Linked DNA regions of Mus musculus: region 2 is linked to region 1. A link is a contact called in public HiChIP or PLAC-seq data. All regions are on one chromosome and are shown on one strand. Each heading gives the region's core, a stretch centred on a gene start, on an enhancer-like site or on the middle of the called end of the contact. The rest is flanking DNA. Distances are from core to core; before and after follow the strand shown. Region 1 has its middle 74 kb from the start of Atp6v1g3. Region 2 overlaps Nek7 (NIMA (never in mitosis gene a)-related expressed kinase 7).

Region 1 (4,293 bases), core at 1,499-3,998:
GTAAAAAATGGCAGATGGAATGTTGTTGCTTTTCTTTCTCCTCCTCTTCTCCCTTTATGTCTTCACATTGTCAGGATGGCTCCATCCATTTAGATGGCAAGGCGGGCTCTGAATGAAGGCAGACCTGCACTTCCTCAGTCATCTCTCCAGTTCAATTACAGAGCTTTAGCGGGGCTAATTAGCATTCTTCAGAGCGGGAGCTCTTTGAGTGACAGGTAACCATGGAGAGTCACACTCTGGGTGATCAGCAAGAATCTAGCATTTCTTTTTAATTAAAAATTAGAAAAGCCTTGAAGAAAAAGCTGAGCGTTTACTGCCGTGTGCCGCTGCTGGTCCACGGTCGCTGCTGGGTAGAGGATAGCAATGGTGTCAGAGGGAAGTGGGGACCGTTTCAAAGGGAATCCAGGAGGATACCACAATAGTCTGAAACGGGGAAAAAATGTTTATCCTTCACTCTGACAACGGACACCGGAAAGAAAGCATGGAAAGACAAAAGATCGGGAGTTCTCCTCATATTACTCTGCTATCCCCTTCAGAGTTTGAAAAATAACGTTGTACTCAATAACAATATTTTTTTTCTGCCCGTCAAATGTTAGATTTAGCGCTTTGGCATAGCATTTGCAGTTATATAAATGATCCATGTTTAGTAACCACTGATTGGATGGGGATGGGAAATGTAATAGCCAACTACAAATATTAACAATTGTTTCAGTCCTGAGAATATGCAAAGGCCCTTTAGTGTGCAAGCACCTCGCCTGCTCCGACCGAGCACTTGAGACAGCAGAGAGTCTTTCCAGTGGAGTGACTACCAGGTCCGAGAGGTGAGTGAGGAACGGTCAGCTTAGCTCAGTAGCCCACGTGTGGGGAAAAAGTAAAGAGAAATCCTGGAACATGTTTAAAGCACTCCATAATCCCCCTACTCAAAAGCACGTAAGTGAACAATCTGGATGATCAGAGTTCGTTTTTATTTTTTCCCAAACTGAAAAGAAAAGGTTATATTTTCTTTCTGCTCATATCCATCTTATTATTTTTAAATTTAATTTCAACCTGCCTCTCCCTTTCCTGTTTTTACCCAAAAGTAGAATTGTAAAAAAACATTCTGTGGTGTTATTTCTGGCCAGTATCAAGCCAGGAAGCTCTTGCAATCTTGAGGGAGTGCCTGATCCTGAGAGCTTGCCAGCCTTCCTCCAGCTAGGTGGAAGAAAACAAAGACACTCGATACTCTATGACTTCTTCCTCAGCGCTTGTGGATGCTCGCTTACTTTGGGAAGATTCACAGCAATAGCGAATGATGAGAATAAGTTGCATTAATTCACAGGCACATGCGTCCTGGTTCCCCTTCTGAAAACTAGTGGGTTGGTTTTTTTTAAGGTAAAAGTTGAATGAAGAAACAGATGTTAACTCCAAAAGTCTTTCTCCTGCAATATGTAGCAATGGGCATTCCCCATCAAACTGCTCATGGAACACTCCTTATAGCCATGCTCTTTAAAATAACCCCTCAACTTTTGAGATTTACACAAAACTAAATTTTACTCCATAGCAGTATTCTCCTCTCAAAATTCAAAAATCTAACCTCAATAAATTTAGCTTATGATTTGCTTTTGATGTAAAAGCAAGTGGGAAAATTTTAAAAACTTAAGTTCCATAAATTTCAAACATAATTTTTTTTCAGAAATTATTTTATAGCTAATAGAATTCTACTGGAGGAGGAAGGGCCATTCTCACACAGGAGCATCAGTCTCCAGTCTGAGCAACTTCACTCTGCAGGGTATTCTGTTTCACCAGTTATGTAGCTGTGTCCAGCTGTCATCCATGGTATTGACTACTTCTGTGGTTGTGATCTATTGTGGGTATATAAATATATAACATATGCATTGCTTTTTTTCTTCCTGATAGTGAATGAAATCGTTAGATTTTTTCCTGAATAAGCAGAAAACACTATACATTTTTAAACAAATCCATTAAAATAATCAGTGTCCTCCCTCCATACTGAGTGCATTTGGCATCTTGAACTACATGGCCATTTCTAGCTAATGTTAAAAGAAATATATTGAATTATTGGAAACTTAGAACTGTTTTCACCCAAATTCAATTCTGAGCATCTACAGATTGGTCAATTTGAACCCTTATGCCTATGGGTTTTTTTTTCTTTCTTCTAGTGTGTATGGACACCATTGAAATAAAAGAGAAAACTTGCAAGAATGAGCCACTTTACAACATTTCATATTTAATTAGAGAAGACGAGCCAGGAGGGCTGCTGACACGGTGCCAGAGAATATTTCTAATTGCTTTACATCTTCCTACTTCGTGATGATGTCTCCTCTAGTGGGAGAAAAAAAATAAATCAGTTAATAATTACAGGTACTACCATTTTTTTTTTCAGAAACAGTCAACACCCCTCAGTCAGCTAGCTCGGACCTCAGTGTGGTGAGCTGTGCTTAGTCTCCTGGATACTATTGTTTAGATTTTCCTCATTGATTCCCAACACTTACATAAAGTCAAACACATCAGGCCTCCTGCTGATGGAGGTTAATCTGCTCACTGTACAGATGAAGGACAGGTCACAGCGAGGCTTCTGGCCCTTACTCACTAGCTTCTCCATGAGAAGTAGAACTCAGCTCCCCCATGAACACGCTTTGCTTTTGGGTTCCTGCCATTCCCTGGGGCTGTTCGTTAGATTCCACACAGACTTCTCATGACATGACTCACACTTGACTCACAGAGTCTACAAAGAGCACAAAAGCCAGCTGACCACATCCTGCCACGCACACCCCTTTAACAGTCCCAAGCCCTCTCTTTCTAAGTCACTGCCCTGGGAAGACGGTATTATACCCAATCTGATAGGTACTTACTTCCTTGTGCTATTGCTCTGACGGTCTCAGGGCATTTTGCAAACACTCTGCATTCACCTTTACCTCACCGGAAGAAAATCCTCTTTGTGCAGGGAAAAATACATTGGTCTTAGGTAGCTTCTACTTTCTGGTTTGTCCCTAGTCTGTCTGATATGTGTTTATGTATGCTGCCTAATGTCTAAGTGTTTGGCTCATGTCTCTCACTGGAGCGGGGGAGGGGGGGTATAAGAGATACTTTACAGAAATCTTTAGCAAAGTTTTATAAGCAAAAATATCACAGAGTTCAACTGAGCCATGTGACAGACAATACTGCCAACATACCGTGTATCAAACAATATCTCTATGCTGTTTCCAACATTTATGGCAAGTATTTGTAGCATAAGGTCTCTTTTGACATATTTGCTGTTTTCAACAAATGATTATCATAACACAAACACACACACACACACTGTTCTCTGGGTCAGGGGCATGGAACAGTACATAATTTAAGATTACAGCTATGCACTAGTGTAGGTTGTAAAAGGTGATTATATTGGAAATCCAAAGCAAATAAAGTTGGGTGTTCTTTTGTTCTCTTAAATCAAGTTAAGCAAGCAGGCCAAGTACACAGTAGGATGGCAGTCATAGTATTATATGACCTCAAGGTGTATTGTTAACTCAGGGGACAGGGGCTTACTGGCCTCAACCGTACACAACACACAACTAAGGAATTCTGTGAGAGAGTAAAAGAAATAGTCTCAGAGAAGAAAAATAGGTAAAGAAATAAACCAATTGATTATCTAATACCAAATGCCCGACCCTGAAAACATATGTATACAAGTAATATTATATAGGCTGAGTAGGTTGTATTCATTTATATACATGATATATAATATTCATTTCTATATGAATATTATATGTAAATGAATATATTCATATGTAATGCATAAATATGCCAACTCTTCATCATATGCAATGATTTTAACCAGTTGTTGCATAACCTCAGTGCCTATGAAATTACTGATTTTAACTTCCTAAACCCTCTCCTGCTGAACACATCACAAAGGCTGCCTGTTAGACTTACGTGTGCCCTCTACTCCTGCACTGTAGCAAATCTGAAAAATGGATTTTCCATTGAGTATTACTGCTCTGTTTTTTTTTTTAATTCAGCCACCAGTAGAGAGATTGAAACAAATGTATAGGCTCAAAAGATCAAATAGACTATGAAGCACAGAAACCCAAGACAATATGGGCAATGAGTAATAAAATTTGAGATGTAGAGACACCACTTGGGTAGATCAAATTTTGTAAGTTCAACCCAGAAACAACCACAAGAGACTCATCAGACTTGCTAAAGGTGAGGTGTCAGCTAGTGAACACCCTCAGATCTGTTACAGACTTTTATCCCACCTTACTCAGCTGAATAAATTCTAGCCCAGGTCATTTTCTTTACTCAAACCCT
Region 2 (4,031 bases), core at 1,311-3,810, 250 kb after region 1:
GTATGCTCCTTGGAATATTGTCAGATATTAATACTAAACAGCAGTGACAATGCATTTTTGACCCTAAACTCTCACATATAGGCATCTCATTATAAAATCACTTTTTATTAAGTAGGCATCAGAAAAAAATCACTTTTTAATAATCACTATTATTAAGTAGGCATCAAACTTTTAAGCAGCATAGCTTCCTCCACTATACACAATGTCCAAGGTGGATCCTTACACCCTGATGTCCATTTGTGATACTGTTTAAGGATAAAATGGAATAAAGGAAACTTCCTTTTTCATGACTGGTGAACCACTGTTAGGGTTCCAAATGACATTAGACCAGTAAACACGCAGAGTTTGTCATGCTAACACTGTGGAGTCAACACTGACATCACCATAGGCACACAGTAAATAGGCAGGTGTTTGCGGAGTGGATGAAAACTAAAGCCTACCTAATCCTGCTTCGTCTCAGTGACCCTGAAAAACACTGGTGAAGATCAGCTGTAAATGGTACCTTGCACTCAAAGACGAACAGAGTGAGACCTGCCAAGTGACCAGCACCGGTCTGGGACATCATTACCTATCAACTGCTCTTCACTCTAACTCAAAGGACATCAAGAGGACATGAACACGCTAACTGCCTCCAGCTGTTCTAGAATTCCTACTCCTACTCTAGAATCCCTTTGATTGCTGGACATTCACTCCATGCTGCTGGCTTTCAGAAACAAGATTTCTTTCAAATATAGCATGTGCACTGACCGCATTTACCCTACCACACATACCTGTCTTTCTCCCCATAAACTATTTTGTCTTTCAATATTATCCACTATCTTTAGAATAAAATCCAAATTCTTTAACCTGGCGTTACGGGCCCTTATTCAGGCAAGAGAACTTGACTCAGTTCCTTCTGGGGACCAGGAAGGAATGCTAATGATTGAGGAGATAAACAGCAAATGGGTCCTGCTGTTGAGACTCAGACCCTTATGAAGCAGTTTGCAAAACGTCCACCCAAAAGAGATCCAAGGAATAGCAACCTGTTGAAGCCTCCTCCCCCCCCCCCCCCACAACAGTTTTCAAGACTGGTTCTCAAATAGTTAGAGAGCAGGTTTTCATCCTGCAAATACCACCACATTAGCCATTGTAAAAAGAATGAATAGTCTCATGTCCAACCAAAAAAAGGCCAATTTCTGACCTTCAGAAATCTTAATATCACTTACTGAAACAGCCCCTAGGGACAAATGTCGATAGTCCAACAAGGGCTTCAGACAAAGACCCCCACCTCCTCTACTGCCCCATGCTATGATGGACTCTCCACACTAAGGCCTTTTTCAGACTGTGACATGGTGCTTCCAAGAGGGATTATGACAGCCTTACCAGCGGCGTCTGCTGTAGAGCCCTCTGACTCTCCCATAATGCCTGGCACAGTGCTTTTTCCACAATTAGCCTTCCTGGAACACAATAAGCTACTGTGGGTTACCAACTGTGTTATGTTTTGTTCAAGTAGTCTGTGAATGCGGTAAACAGAGAGTCGGCATGAGACAGAAGACATGCAGTTTTCAGTTCCTAAAATCTGGAAAACAGGGGCAATGTTCAAAGCAGAAACTTAAAATCCCAGCAATGCCTTCTTTCAGATTACTTAATTATTGGTAATACATAGTGAAATTAAATGTTCCAGGCCTGGCAAAAAGATTGATTTAAGAAAAACAACTTCAAATTTTGATCTCAAATCCATGTAATTAGTCTATAATAGGAAAGCAATTATATAAAATAATCTGTCTCTCTCCTCCCTTTTCCTTTTTATTAAGCATATACATCCGTGCTATGTGACCACTTCACATCCTAACAGGTGAAAGCAGGCTTTTCTATCTAGATACACAGGCTAAAACAGGGCTACTTGTTTCTCAGCGTAAGAGTTAAAAAGAGGAAAATCCTAAGTGGTCGTGAAATGTTGATGTATGTCGATGTGTAGGTTCATAAATGAGAGCTATCACTCACTACGTGTATCTCTAATTTTTCAGGGATTTAGTCTTTCAGCTAAAACTGTTCATTACACAAAACTTTCTAGAAGCCGATCGTTCTGACAGTCTCTACTGACCTGTCACACTTGTTTACCTTTTAATTATTTCACCCTATTTCTATGAGAAGAGATCAACCCACCTATATTTGGCTCAGCATATTAAACATGTAAAACCATTTTCAATGCACGCTTATTGCGTTTACATGAGAAGAGAAAGGCAGCGATGCTAAAGCATTTGATGAACTGACAAAGTGTAATGAGTTCTCTCCATCAACCACTTACCCTTCACTGTCCTTTCTAAGGAAGTGTCTGCTTTACTAGAACTTAATTATTTATAGCACACACTCAAAACAAATGTCCCAACCCTGGCAGCAAGAAGATGAGTCAGAAGAGCTGACATTTTAAATGTTAGTAAATTACATTCTCAATGTAAATTATGGGTTAGTCAGTGGGCAAAATAAATTGTCAAGTGATTATTTCTCATGCAAGGCAGTGGATGAGACCTAAGAATCCTACAATCTTGGGAGTTTCCGGCCCCACATTTGCAGCTGTTCTGCTCCTTGGCAGCCCCAGTGTTACTCACAAAGGAACACTGTTGAGGGAGAAGGCAGGAGCTGAGACAGAGCAGAGACTCCATCAAGTCAGATGTCTGGCCATTCTCTCTGAACCCGAGTTACCTCAGTAGCAACTAAAGCTACTGGATAATGTGGCCTCCAGTCCTTTCTAGTCGTTACATCCTGCCCTATTTTAACTTTGTCATGAATAATAACTTGTGTCACACCACTTCAGTGTACTGACATTCTGAGTCAGGCTGGGATATAGAGGTAATGTGGTTTAGTTTCCACCCAGAGTACAGCCTTCAAAGCGATGTGTGGTTCATTCCAAAGGTACCCCCTCAGTTAATTTTTTCTGTGAAAAAGAAAATTATTGGTTAATTTGAACTGTAAGATGTCATGAAGAATAAAGTTTTATTTGCTTAGTACAACATACTAAACATATGGTTGACCTCACAAGAAAAAAAAATTAATGTTTAGTTTTAACTCCATTTGTTAGGTTTTTTTTTTCCTAAACTATTTAAAGGTAACACAGATCTCTAAACTTTCAAGTTATAATTAGTTATCTCAGCAAACACAGGCAGTGCCATATATTTTAAGTTACTGAGCAAAGTGTGAGAAACAGATCTTCTCAATGGAAACACTGGTCCCTTCCACAAACGCCCCCATACTTCTCTTACATCAGCACGAAGCCCATCAGTAGGCATGTGTATTTGAAGCATCACTCAGACAGTTTTCCAGACAGTTTTCCTACTGTAAGTCAACACTAAAAATCTGTGCACCATAAGCCTATTGTTAATTCACACAAATATTTTCAGCAAATGGCTATATTGATGTAATTCATTCCCCATGGCTGTGAATGTTTCTTCTGAATTAAAGTGATAACTTCTTGAGTAAACCTCATGCATATTCTCATCGGGATTCTTCAATAAACAAAAACAACAGTAGCTTCTGATTAGCTCCCTATACAATTGTAATTTGGTTATAATAATTAAAGAGGGTTACAGTGTCATAATTATCGGCAAGGAAAATGTATCAAAAAAGGAAGAACTGTGTTAAGTGATAACGAGATTATGACCTCTGGCCTTGGCTCTATGGCCCCTGAGCCTATCAGGCTTGGGAGACCCTTGGCCTGTCTCAGTACCCTTCCCACACTCCCGTGCAATCCTGCATGAGACGGACAGCCCGGCCCAATCCTAGGGCAAAGTGTTATGAAGAAAACTCATCCAGTTGTGCTCATGGTCTCATGGACCTGCAGTTAAAACAGGTCTCTGTGTACATTTGCAATAAATTGGAATAATAATGTCAACATCAAGATACAAATTAAGGCATGACTGCATTACTGACGAATACCTTCTCTAGAACGTAAAAACTTTTAGGTTATTTTTGAACTGAAAAATCATATTAAAAGTAGACCCCCCCCCCAAAAAAAATCATCAAGTTGCCCTGCCACCTTGATTTTGAAGGTCTAC

The links. HiChIP or PLAC-seq counts read pairs in DNA pulled down with a chosen protein or histone mark.
Region 2: a BATF HiChIP or PLAC-seq map of CD8 T cells shows a contact between it and region 1, with 5 read pairs. The contact joins two enhancer-like sites. A contact is called at or near these places in 1 of 484 Hi-C or Micro-C datasets (cerebral cortex) and 4 of 115 datasets of contacts at active chromatin or transcription factors (CD8 T cells, fibro-adipogenic progenitors, memory CD8 T cells and 1 more).

What each region holds. Positions count from the first base shown.
Region 1 is chr1:138,345,938-138,350,230 of GRCm38.p6, forward strand. No RefSeq gene overlaps it. Among named protein-coding and RNA genes, the nearest start is that of Atp6v1g3, 74 kb to the left of the region's middle. Within about 2 kb of position 2,749, at least 160 of the 459 cell types and tissues checked have an H3K27ac peak or open chromatin away from gene starts, as enhancers often do. A contact at or near this core is called in CD8 T cells, memory CD8 T cells and pancreatic cancer cells, where this site is marked.
Region 2 is chr1:138,593,736-138,597,766 of GRCm38.p6, forward strand. All of the region lies in intron 1 of Nek7 (NIMA (never in mitosis gene a)-related expressed kinase 7), which reads right to left. Among named protein-coding and RNA genes, the nearest start is that of Nek7, 24 kb to the right of the region's middle. Within about 2 kb of position 2,561, at least 73 of the 459 cell types and tissues checked have an H3K27ac peak or open chromatin away from gene starts, as enhancers often do. A contact at or near this core is called in CD8 T cells, memory CD8 T cells and pancreatic cancer cells, where this site is marked.